Regions from separate parts of the Mus musculus genome. Here regions 1 and 2 are each linked to region 3. Evidence: chromatin contacts called from public Hi-C and promoter capture Hi-C data. All regions are on one chromosome and are shown on one strand. Each heading gives the region's core, a stretch centred on a gene start, on an enhancer-like site or on the middle of the called end of the contact. The rest is flanking DNA. Distances are from core to core; before and after follow the strand shown.

The links. Promoter capture Hi-C pulls out the DNA fragments that hold promoters and counts their contacts. Hi-C and Micro-C count contacts between places; a contact is called where the count stands out from the background.
Region 1: a Hi-C map of embryonic stem cells shows a contact between it and region 3, with 3 times the contacts expected there. The contact joins the enhancer-like site here to the promoter of 1700125H20Rik in region 3. A contact is called at or near these places in 2 of 484 Hi-C or Micro-C datasets (both in embryonic stem cells) and 2 of 9 other capture datasets (adipose tissue and pancreatic islet).
Region 2: a promoter capture Hi-C map of liver shows a contact between it and region 3. The contact joins the promoter of Car4 here to the promoter of 1700125H20Rik in region 3. A contact is called at or near these places in 11 of 39 promoter capture datasets (the 3T3-L1 cell line, 3T3-L1-derived adipocytes, the C10 cell line and 7 more), 1 of 484 Hi-C or Micro-C datasets (embryonic stem cells), 6 of 115 datasets of contacts at active chromatin or transcription factors (embryonic basal ganglia, embryonic midbrain, embryonic stem cells and 3 more) and 4 of 9 other capture datasets (embryonic stem cells, liver, macrophages and 1 more).

What each region holds. Positions count from the first base shown.
Region 1 is chr11:85,391,303-85,394,132 of GRCm38.p6, forward strand. All of the region lies in intron 5 of Bcas3 (breast carcinoma amplified sequence 3), which reads left to right. Among named protein-coding and RNA genes, the nearest start is that of Bcas3, 40 kb to the left of the region's middle. Within about 2 kb of position 1,464, at least 96 of the 459 cell types and tissues checked have an H3K27ac peak or open chromatin away from gene starts, as enhancers often do. A contact at or near this core is called in embryonic stem cells, where this site is marked.
Region 2 is chr11:84,956,343-84,959,472 of GRCm38.p6, forward strand. It overlaps Car4 (carbonic anhydrase 4), which reads left to right and starts at 1,412. Exons shown (of 8, transcript NM_007607.2): 1 at 1,412-1,599. The coding sequence starts at 1,545.
Region 3 is chr11:85,169,827-85,172,877 of GRCm38.p6, forward strand. 1700125H20Rik (RIKEN cDNA 1700125H20 gene) reads left to right here and starts at 1,270. Exons shown (of 6, transcript NM_028589.1): 1 at 1,270-1,401; 2 at 3,008-3,051. The coding sequence starts at 1,351.

The DNA.
Region 1 (2,830 bases), core at 214-2,713, 220 kb after region 3:
CTTATATAATTTTTCTTGATTTGTTTGTACGATTGTTTGGTGGAATTAGATATTGATCCTAGGGCCTCACGTTACATAATCATCCCCACACTGCGCTGTATCCTCGCACTGTTTATTAACAATGTTGTTTTTGAGATAGGTTCTCACTAAGTCGCCTTGGTGATTTTTGATGCCACTCTGTATAGTCCAGCAGGCAGAGCCTGAACCTGTGACCAAGAAACACAAGACTTGGGTCTTCTGAGTAAGATCACAGTAATGCTCATCAGCCCAGCTGCCTTTGTTTGGTTTTCGTTTTTTGAGACAAGATTTTGTTCCACAGCCCAGGTTGCCCTTGAAACTGTAATTTCAAAGGTTTCAGCATTCAAGTGCTGGGTTATTGGTGTGTATCATTATGTCCAACTTTCTCTTGTGTTACTGTGGTGGCCAGGAAGCTGGAATTCTGCTGGGTCCAAACTAGAAATGTATTAGAGGCCTGTCAGTGGTGGGATATGTAAAATCATAGTGTTTTCATCCAATGAAAGAAAGACTTGTAATCATATTCATTGACATGAATTAATTTATAATCATAGTAATGTGGAAGAGGTTCTATAAGAGTATACTATATGACCCCAGTTACACTGTGTCCAGTAATGCAAATGTGTGCCCAGTCTTGAAAGTTAAGATTGTGGCTATAACCGGGGAGGGATGTGGCAAGCCTTCTGAAGCCTTGTAACTTTTTGTTGTTTTATTTATTAATTTTTTTGGAGATAGAGTGTCAACTTTTAGTCTGAGCTGGTGTGAAATTTCTTGTATAGGCAAGCTTGGCTTCCAAGATGTGGTCAAGATTCGCCTGCCTCTGCATTTGTTACCAGCCTAATTTTTTTGAGGTGTATGTCAGTAGCATAGATGCTTTATGGAACATTCATTAGCCTGTACATGTATAACTGATGACACGTACATTTTAAATAGAAAGCTGTCTGTCAGTAGAGTTTGCCAAAAAAGTCTTTGGATTCTAGTTCTCTGTCTCTGTAGAGCAGAGCACTGTGTGTGTCCTGGGGCTCACCCGGGATCCATTCTGTTGTCCGTGACACGCCAGGGTTTCAGAGCAGGCTGGCTCTCAGAGGTCTCCCAGATGATTCTGTGTGTGGATCGCTGTCTTTTGCACTGTAATTTCCTTTTCCTTAGGTTGAGTTGTGAGATTCTAAACTTGTATTCCCCAACTCCCTTCCAGTTTGGTATGTAATTTGCATATTTTCACCATGCGAAAGCTATTTTCTATGGTTGGAAAAGATTTTTTTTCCTACAGTGTGAACAAATCATTCTTTGTTCTCCTTATTGTGCCTTCAAACTGGTACGTCCGGTTTATGCCCTAAACAACAAAAGTCTGTCATCAGAAATTAAATGCCAGCAGGACAAAGGCGGAGACCAGGAGGAACTCTGGGAGGGAGCGGCCTCCTGTGTACCCTCCTCTCCAGCCTGGAGTCCTGGGTCCACTCTCTCGTGCCCCTGCTGTTCAGTTTAGAAGTAAGCTTGCAGCTCACTTTTCAGGCCACACGCTCTCCCTCATTGAGATTCTTTGCCATTTTCTAAGATCTTTTTTTCTGGGAAACCCAAAAGTAGTTTTGACTGAGTTAACCTTGTTTTGGTATTTATTTGAAAGCAAAGTTACCCATGAACATGCTGGATGAAAGTATTAGAGGCAGCTGGGAGCCATCCCCGTCTGTGTGCTTTCTGATGTGAAGGCCCTGTCTGGCTATGCCGAGTAGTGCTGTCTGCGCGCAGTGTTGTTCTCATGTAGGATTTTCACGGATGGTTGGAGGGTTCTTTCCCGGGAGGCTGATACTTGCGACTTACGTTCTGCAGTTAGAACTATGCTTCTGATTTCAGCAGCATAGAGTCAGGCGTCTAGGATGTCCCCAGCTCTCTGTGTATGGCACAGTGCCTCCTCCATTCCCTTTCCTAGGCTGTACCTGAGGATTCTAGCTCAGCTCCCCAACTCAGTGCGGGCTCCCGCAGTGAATGTGGGGGTGCATTTTTGTTATCCTCCTGGTTTTTGTTCTCACCTGTTGCTGTACATGTAAAGATGTGTTCAGGTTAGAATAAGGAGGTTGCTTTGTTTTGAAAATTGTTTTATTGTAAAGCTTCATGTGTTTGGATTTTTTCTATGTTTTCTGCTCTAGTGTATTAAATTCAGTGAGGACAAACGTATTGCAATTATGTTGAGAGATCTTAAAACAATAGTATATTGGAGCACAGAGGCTCAGGGTAATAAGATTATATTTTTTAACGTTAGAATTTTGTTAGATCGAGCCACAAATGCCTGCTCAGGCCCATGGAAATGAAAGCACAGAACAGGAGATTTCGTGTTCACATTGTAGTTTGTTATGTGTGTAAATTTCACAAGTGCGATTTTTCATTACCCTTCTTATTACAACTGTAAGTTTTACCTTATTTTTAATTCTATGAAAATAGACTTATTTTTTTATCTTTACTGTATTTTCAAAATGTAATTGCTTACTCAACATTCTCTGCTTTGCCCTTCTTTGTTTATTCTCAAGAGGTGGAGACTCAGAACTTAACAACACATCTTTAATAGAAGTAGGCAATACCATTTCTTAGTCCATTCATATATGTGTGTCTAGAAACCAAAGAAGTGGTACATTTTAAGATTTCAGAAAAATGTTTGATTGCTGCATTGGGTGGAAGATTTCACCAAATAATTTCTTCCAGTTTTTTATTAAACAGTTTCCTTCTTATCTGTTGTTATAAGATGGAGACTTGAGAGCCCCACTGTGTTTTGCTCATGGATTTTGTTACCGAAATGAAAGGCTTGTGGAGCCCTGCAACCCAG
Region 2 (3,130 bases), core at 162-2,661, 210 kb before region 3:
TGAGACCCTAAGCCTGGTGAGGACACCCTCCTCCAACCTCTCTGTAGGATCAAAGCTGCCGGTGTAGGCTGTGATCCTAGGCCAGAGAGAGGAGCAGGCCAGACTCAAGAAGGGAGGAAGCTCCTTTGCTTGGATTGTTCTGATGGAGTCGTTCCCCTACAGAGGTTCAAAGGCTGGTGCTGGGGCAGGGAGAGGGTGATGTGAAGAGAATTTGGCAACGGATAGGGAAGTAGCTGGACCAGAAAAATAGGGCTTCCTGTTGATGGAGGAGTCCAGGTGTACTGCTATTCCTTGTTCATCTCCCCAGACTTGTCCTAGAAACTCCCCAGGGATGCGCAGACTCCCCATCTGTGAGATGTAAGGGACCTCCACAGAGAGTAACAAGTAGTGCTTGCCTGGAAGTGAGGCCAGATCCATTTCCCAGATATGGGAGACCGTTTACTCTTTGCTGAGGACTCTTCCTGTCTGATGGGAGAATTAGGGATATATCCAGATCCTTAGTTTTTTTTCTCTTCCCCAACTGTCATCTACTGTCATCAGATCTCAAAAGCACCAGTCCTTTCCCCTATGACATCGTGGGCTTTTCTAGTAAACCAATTTTCTACTGTGTCTCCGTGCCCCCTCCTCACTTTCCCATCCCCTTAATTCCATACCCTTTCCAGCCCCCCGACTCTCCACTCCACCCCATCTTCTTGGCTTAGCACAAGACCCACCAGTAACCACGTTTTAGGGAGCTTAGTTCTAGGTAGGAAGACGGGTCTTGGTTTCTTTAAAATTGAGTTTGGATGTAACTCAGTGGTAGAGTGCTTGCCTAGTATGAGAAATAGGGAACGAAAAGGAGTGGGGGTGGGGAGGAGGAGGAGGAGGATCTTCGTCGTCGTCATCATAACCATCATCTCCAGTCCCGAGAAAGAAAACGCAAAACAAAATCAAGTTTGGAATAGCCAGGAAGGAAAAAGATGAGACTGGAGCGTCAGCTACCGCTTCCTCAAAGAGCCTCTCACCGGGCATCTCTTCAACAAACAGCATTGCAAAGCTTTCAACCGTCTCGATTCTCCGTCTCCCTGAGACCATTTGGCTCCATCTTGCCCCAAATCAAGTTTATTACAAGGACACACTAGGAGACCCTGAACAGTTGGTGGCAGCATGATGGAAGTTACGAGTCTGGGAAGATACCCCGTGGGTCAGGTACCTGAGGATAGCTCATCTTTCTTCCGGAATCAGTTAACAGGAGTAGGATGGGGGCAAGGTGGGGATACTCCGCTTCTAAGCCCTGAAGATGCGGAGTGGGTGAGGGGTCTTTTCGCCATGGGCGAAGGTAGCAAGGTAGCAAGGTAGGCGGGGAGATGATTCTTTCCGATCTGAGACTGGACAAGGCGAAGAGAGGCTCCGCCAGGAGGAGGAGCCGACTCCCACGTCTAGCCGTCCGGGCTCCCTTAGGTCGTGGCTCTGCTATAAAGCCTCCACCAGCATGATCGCGACGCCTAGGGTGGCTTCATTGGTGATTGACCCTAGGCTGGGCAGCGTCTTTCCCCTCAAGCACCATGCAGCTCCTTCTTGCTCTGCTGGCGCTGGCATACGTGGCCCCCTCTACTGAAGGTATCCTCGGGTGACCCTCTGCGCCCCCAGGACCCGGTACCCTTGCTAGCGCGCTCCGGCTGCGCGTTGTTCGTGCAGGGAACCGTGAGGCTGCAGCGGACCTGGTTGTGTGAGCGGGGGCGCCTACACGTGTCCGCGGGAGGCTGCGGGAGAGGGGGATGTGTGCTCGCATGTGTGTGGCCGCGGGGTGTCCGCGTGTTGGACGCTCGTGTGATCTGTGGTGAGGATGCTTCTCTGACCCGCCTGGATCCACGGTCCTTTTCGCACCTTGGTTCTCCTGGGTTTGCCCGTGGGTGGCGAGTGGCCGACTGTCCTGCAGAGACTCTGAACCGGTAACTGTTGCCCACCCAGAACAAGCGCAGCAGGTTGGATGTATTGGGGTCCCGGTGTTCCCTTCTTCTGACTCTAGGGTCCTGCCCTCTGAGCTTCAAGCTCCCTTCTCCCCTTCCCCCAGTGCTGGATTGGGAGCCTGGCGGGGGGCATCCTAAGACCCAAGTCCCTGGCCAAGCCGGTCTTTCCAGACAAGGTGATTTTCGTTTAAAGATTAATGGTGAGACCGAGCTCTTAATTATTCTTCTAGGTGGGAGGTGGAGGTAGAGGCGTGTTAATATTTGATAAGGAGCTAAAGGCGATTCTAGCGGTTGGCACCTTCTCCAATACCCCATAGCTCTTCACGAAGACTTCATCTCTTAGTCCGCAGGGAAGCTTTCCCGTCCAACGGGCCAGAACTCCCTTCCAGAGTTGGGTGCTCTGCCCTGGAATGGATAGTGGGGCGTACGGTGGGGACGTGAGGGGTCTCTCAGACCAGAAGGAGAGAGAGTATTCCCCGTTGCAGGACTTAGTTTGGAGGATGTAAGGCATCTTGCAACAACTCCTTCTTAGTGGAGGGAAAAGAGCAACTAATATAATGTTAAAGGGCGGAGTGTGTGTGTGTGTGTGTGTGTGTGTGTGTGTGTCTAGGGGTTGGGCACTTAAAACGACTTAGTAAAAAGGAAAATGTTTTTAAATTAACCAGTGCCTTGTAGCTGTTCACGTTGGTTAAGACGTATAAAGTATTCTGTCGTTTACAAACCGGGTTTAGTAGTTGTGTTCCTGGGTGCTGTTTTAAGGATAAAGAGTATAAGAGTTTAGGCAGTGTCCTTGGGCTCTGGGCAGAAAGCACTCTACAAGAAGGTCATGAGACCTGGCCAGTGACCTGGGGCCATGTAGGTAGGACTCCATCTCAGCTGACTTCTTCACACAACAGTTCCCATTTTAGTGGCAGGACCACCTTCCTTCATGCATAGTCCTGGCGGAACTGGAAAGTGCACAGGTAGCTGGTAAACAAATCCTCAGCATTAAATCCCAGAGAGAAGGGATATCCCAGCCCTTTGGAGCACTGAGATTCCTAGCCAGGTAGTTCGAAGACTTTGCTCGGGGCATACCCTGTTCTGCTGAACTGGTTACTGGAGTCTTTCCCCCTTCCGTCAGAGTGAGCAAGGTCCATTAAAATTCAGTCCTCTGTAAAAGGCTCCTGGACCATGAGCCAAAA
Region 3 (3,051 bases), core at 20-2,519:
TCAGGGAGCAGGTCTTCCAAAGTGAAGCAGAGAAGTAGGGACTTTGATTGTCCCCATCTCCTCTCCACAATTTGCTAAACATAATAGTACAGAGAATAGTTTATTTCTGGACAGAAAAGGAACTCGCCCCAAACCCCAGGGTCTCCTGGCCTGTCCAGCCTTGGAGCTGGTAAGAGCTGCCATGTCCTGACCTGTGAGGCTAGATGGACAGAGGGAAGTTCTATTGGCTGACCCAGAGGCCACCAAAGAATAGGGAGAACATGATCAAACTGAGCGACATCCAAGAGGCCCTGGAGATGGAACCCAGCGTTCCAGGGGAAACATGGCTTAAATGGATAAACTGCAGCTGCAACGGTCTTTTACACCGGGCAACTCGCTACGCTAGCTGGGGAAAGACACGAGGGGGCGCTGGTGCCCTGCTAGGGACAAAGCTTGTCCTGACCGAGCGGCTGAGCACCCATCAGCCGGAACCATGCCTGCAGCTCAAGACACTGCTGATAAGTGTTTGCTCGGTCGCCCCGGCCTCCCGCTGGCATGCTGGAGAAGCCAGAGCACTCCGAATCCAACCAAAAGCCTTACTTCTGTTTCAGTGGCCACTGACTTAAGGCAAGTGATAGGACCTCGGCTACCCAGGCTCATTATGAAACAGGGTCACTACTTGGCACCTACTCCCAGGAAGGTTTTGGTGAGATTAATGAAATACATGCCAGCTGGTACTTTTGTAAGTGCCCTTAAAGCAACCCAAACATCACTCCACACAATCATTTATTAACTAGATGGCTACAGGGCGCTAGCAGTGTATTTCAGTAGAGATTTATTATATTCCATTCTCTCTTTCAGCACACCTTTTAGTCCTTTGTTCTGGAAAAGACTGTTACAACTCTCCCCTCCCCGCCCCCGCGCCCCCAATACACACACTTTCTCTCTCAATAAGCCTCCGGAATAACTGCGGAGTGGTGTCCATCCAGGAAAATTACTTCAGAAACTTTACCGAGGTTTAAAATCAATAGCTTCTGGCCAGAGGTGTGCCATTTGGTCCTAGTCAGCTGTAAGCACTGACACACAACCCCCCCAAAAAAAAGTGGGGTGGGGGGGACAGCACACGTGGCTCACTGACTTACCTAGTCCAGATCCCAGCTGAAGGAGATAGTTGGCTGCCACCCTGAGGCATGAGTGAACAGGGTAGAGAGGGGCCTGAGCTCTGTGTTGGCAGTTGCCATGGTTTTGCTCCGAGTTCTGGAGCCAACCTGCCCACTACCTGGGGCACTCAGGTCACAGAAGCAGTAAGTTAGAAGTCTGTGGGGAACCTGAGACTGTGCTATCCTGGTGTCTGCCCACCCAGCTGTTGAGATGGAAGCCTCAGATTGGCAAGGGGGTGAAGGAGACAAGCCACTAGAGAAGGTGAAGTGAGGCTGGGATGTGAGGGAACCAGGGAAGGGCTGGTTTTGGAAAGCCACGAACATGAAATTCAAGGAAGGAGACAAGATGAGAAAATGGTGGAGTATGTGGGTTGGCAAAAGCCCCAAAGAACAAGAGAACACAATTCCTTCAGACAGTTGGGCCAGGGTGTAGCTCAGGAGTAGAGAGCTTGCCTGCCCTAGTCCTGGGTTTGACTCCCCAGAGCCGCAAAGCAGGGGTAAGCAAGTAGGAAACGTGTTTATCAAAGCTGTGTTTCTGTCAAGACAGTGAGAAGTCCCATTTGATCATTAGTTATAAAGGGTTACCCATGTCCATGTGAGCACACGTATGTGTTACGGTCTCTGTTCAGTTATGTGCTGTGTTTATGGAGTTAGCCAAAGTCCCCCACTCTCTACAGTTGGGGGGAACCTGTCCTGTACCTACTTTACCTAGCTTCCCTTCAGAGTGCTCTGAGTGTGGCTCTTCCTCTCCTGAACTCCAACGGCAAGTAATCCAATTGTTCTGAGAGGCTTTGAAAATGTGAGTTTAACCCTAGCACTTAGGAGGCAGAGGCAGATGGAGCTCTGTGAATTCAAGACCAGCCTGGTCTACAGAGTGAGTTCCAGGACGGCTAGGGCTGCACAGAGAAAGTGGTTTCATTGTTTGGGGGAGGAAAAAAAGCAAGCAAACAAAAAATCCTAAACAACAAACAAAAATCCCAAAACACAAGCAAACAAAAATGAAAAAAGACAAGAAACTTTAAGTTTCAAACCCAGTTAACACCAGTCTAATAATCCTGTGCTAAATCAGTAATATTTCAGACCCTTTGTCACCACTAGTTTTCAGTTCCCTTTGCTTCACTTTGTGTCACAAGTCCCTTGTTACCACCACCACCCTTTACCGGGTGCCCTTCATGCATGCCATGATGCTAACATTTAGAGATGCATAGACATTGGCCTGGCACCTCGGTATGTCCAAATGAAAGGAGACATGGGCCGGGCATGGTGGTACACACCTTTAATCCCAGCACTCAGGAGGCAAAGGCAGGCAGATCTCTGAGTTCGAGGCCAGCCTGATCTACAGAGTGAGTTCCAGGACAGCCAGGGCTACACAGAGAAACTGTGTCTCAAAAAACCAAAAAAAAAAAAAAAAAAAAAAAAAAAAAAAAAAAAAAAAAAGAAGAAGAAGAAGAAGAAAAGAAAGGAAACATGGTTGTTGCCCATCCCCCTGAGGAGTCACAGAATTCTTTCTGTGCCTGGGAGTTCTCAGTTATAACCAGAGGAAATGGTAGCTAACCTCACAGTCTTTGTGGGAAAAGAAAATTAGTAAATGTTTATCAAGAGCTTTACAATGTTTCTCAGTATAGCCAAGAATAATTATGAAAGAAATAGGTAAAATATTTTAGGTTTTCCAAGGAGAGGTTTTCAAAGATGGGGTCTTTTGGGCCAGACTCACTGACCTGGCAATGTTTTGAGAGAGGGAGGGAGAGAGAGAGAGAGAGAGAGAGATCATAGGGAAAATAAAGAAGGCCTTGGTTGTCATTTGCCAGTATCTGCCCAGCACTGGTCCTCAGGCCCAAGCCCCTCTCTGACTGTGCCCCTCCTTCCAGGTGGGGAGCGTTCCCTGTTTAGAGAGGAGCTCCAGCACCGTGCC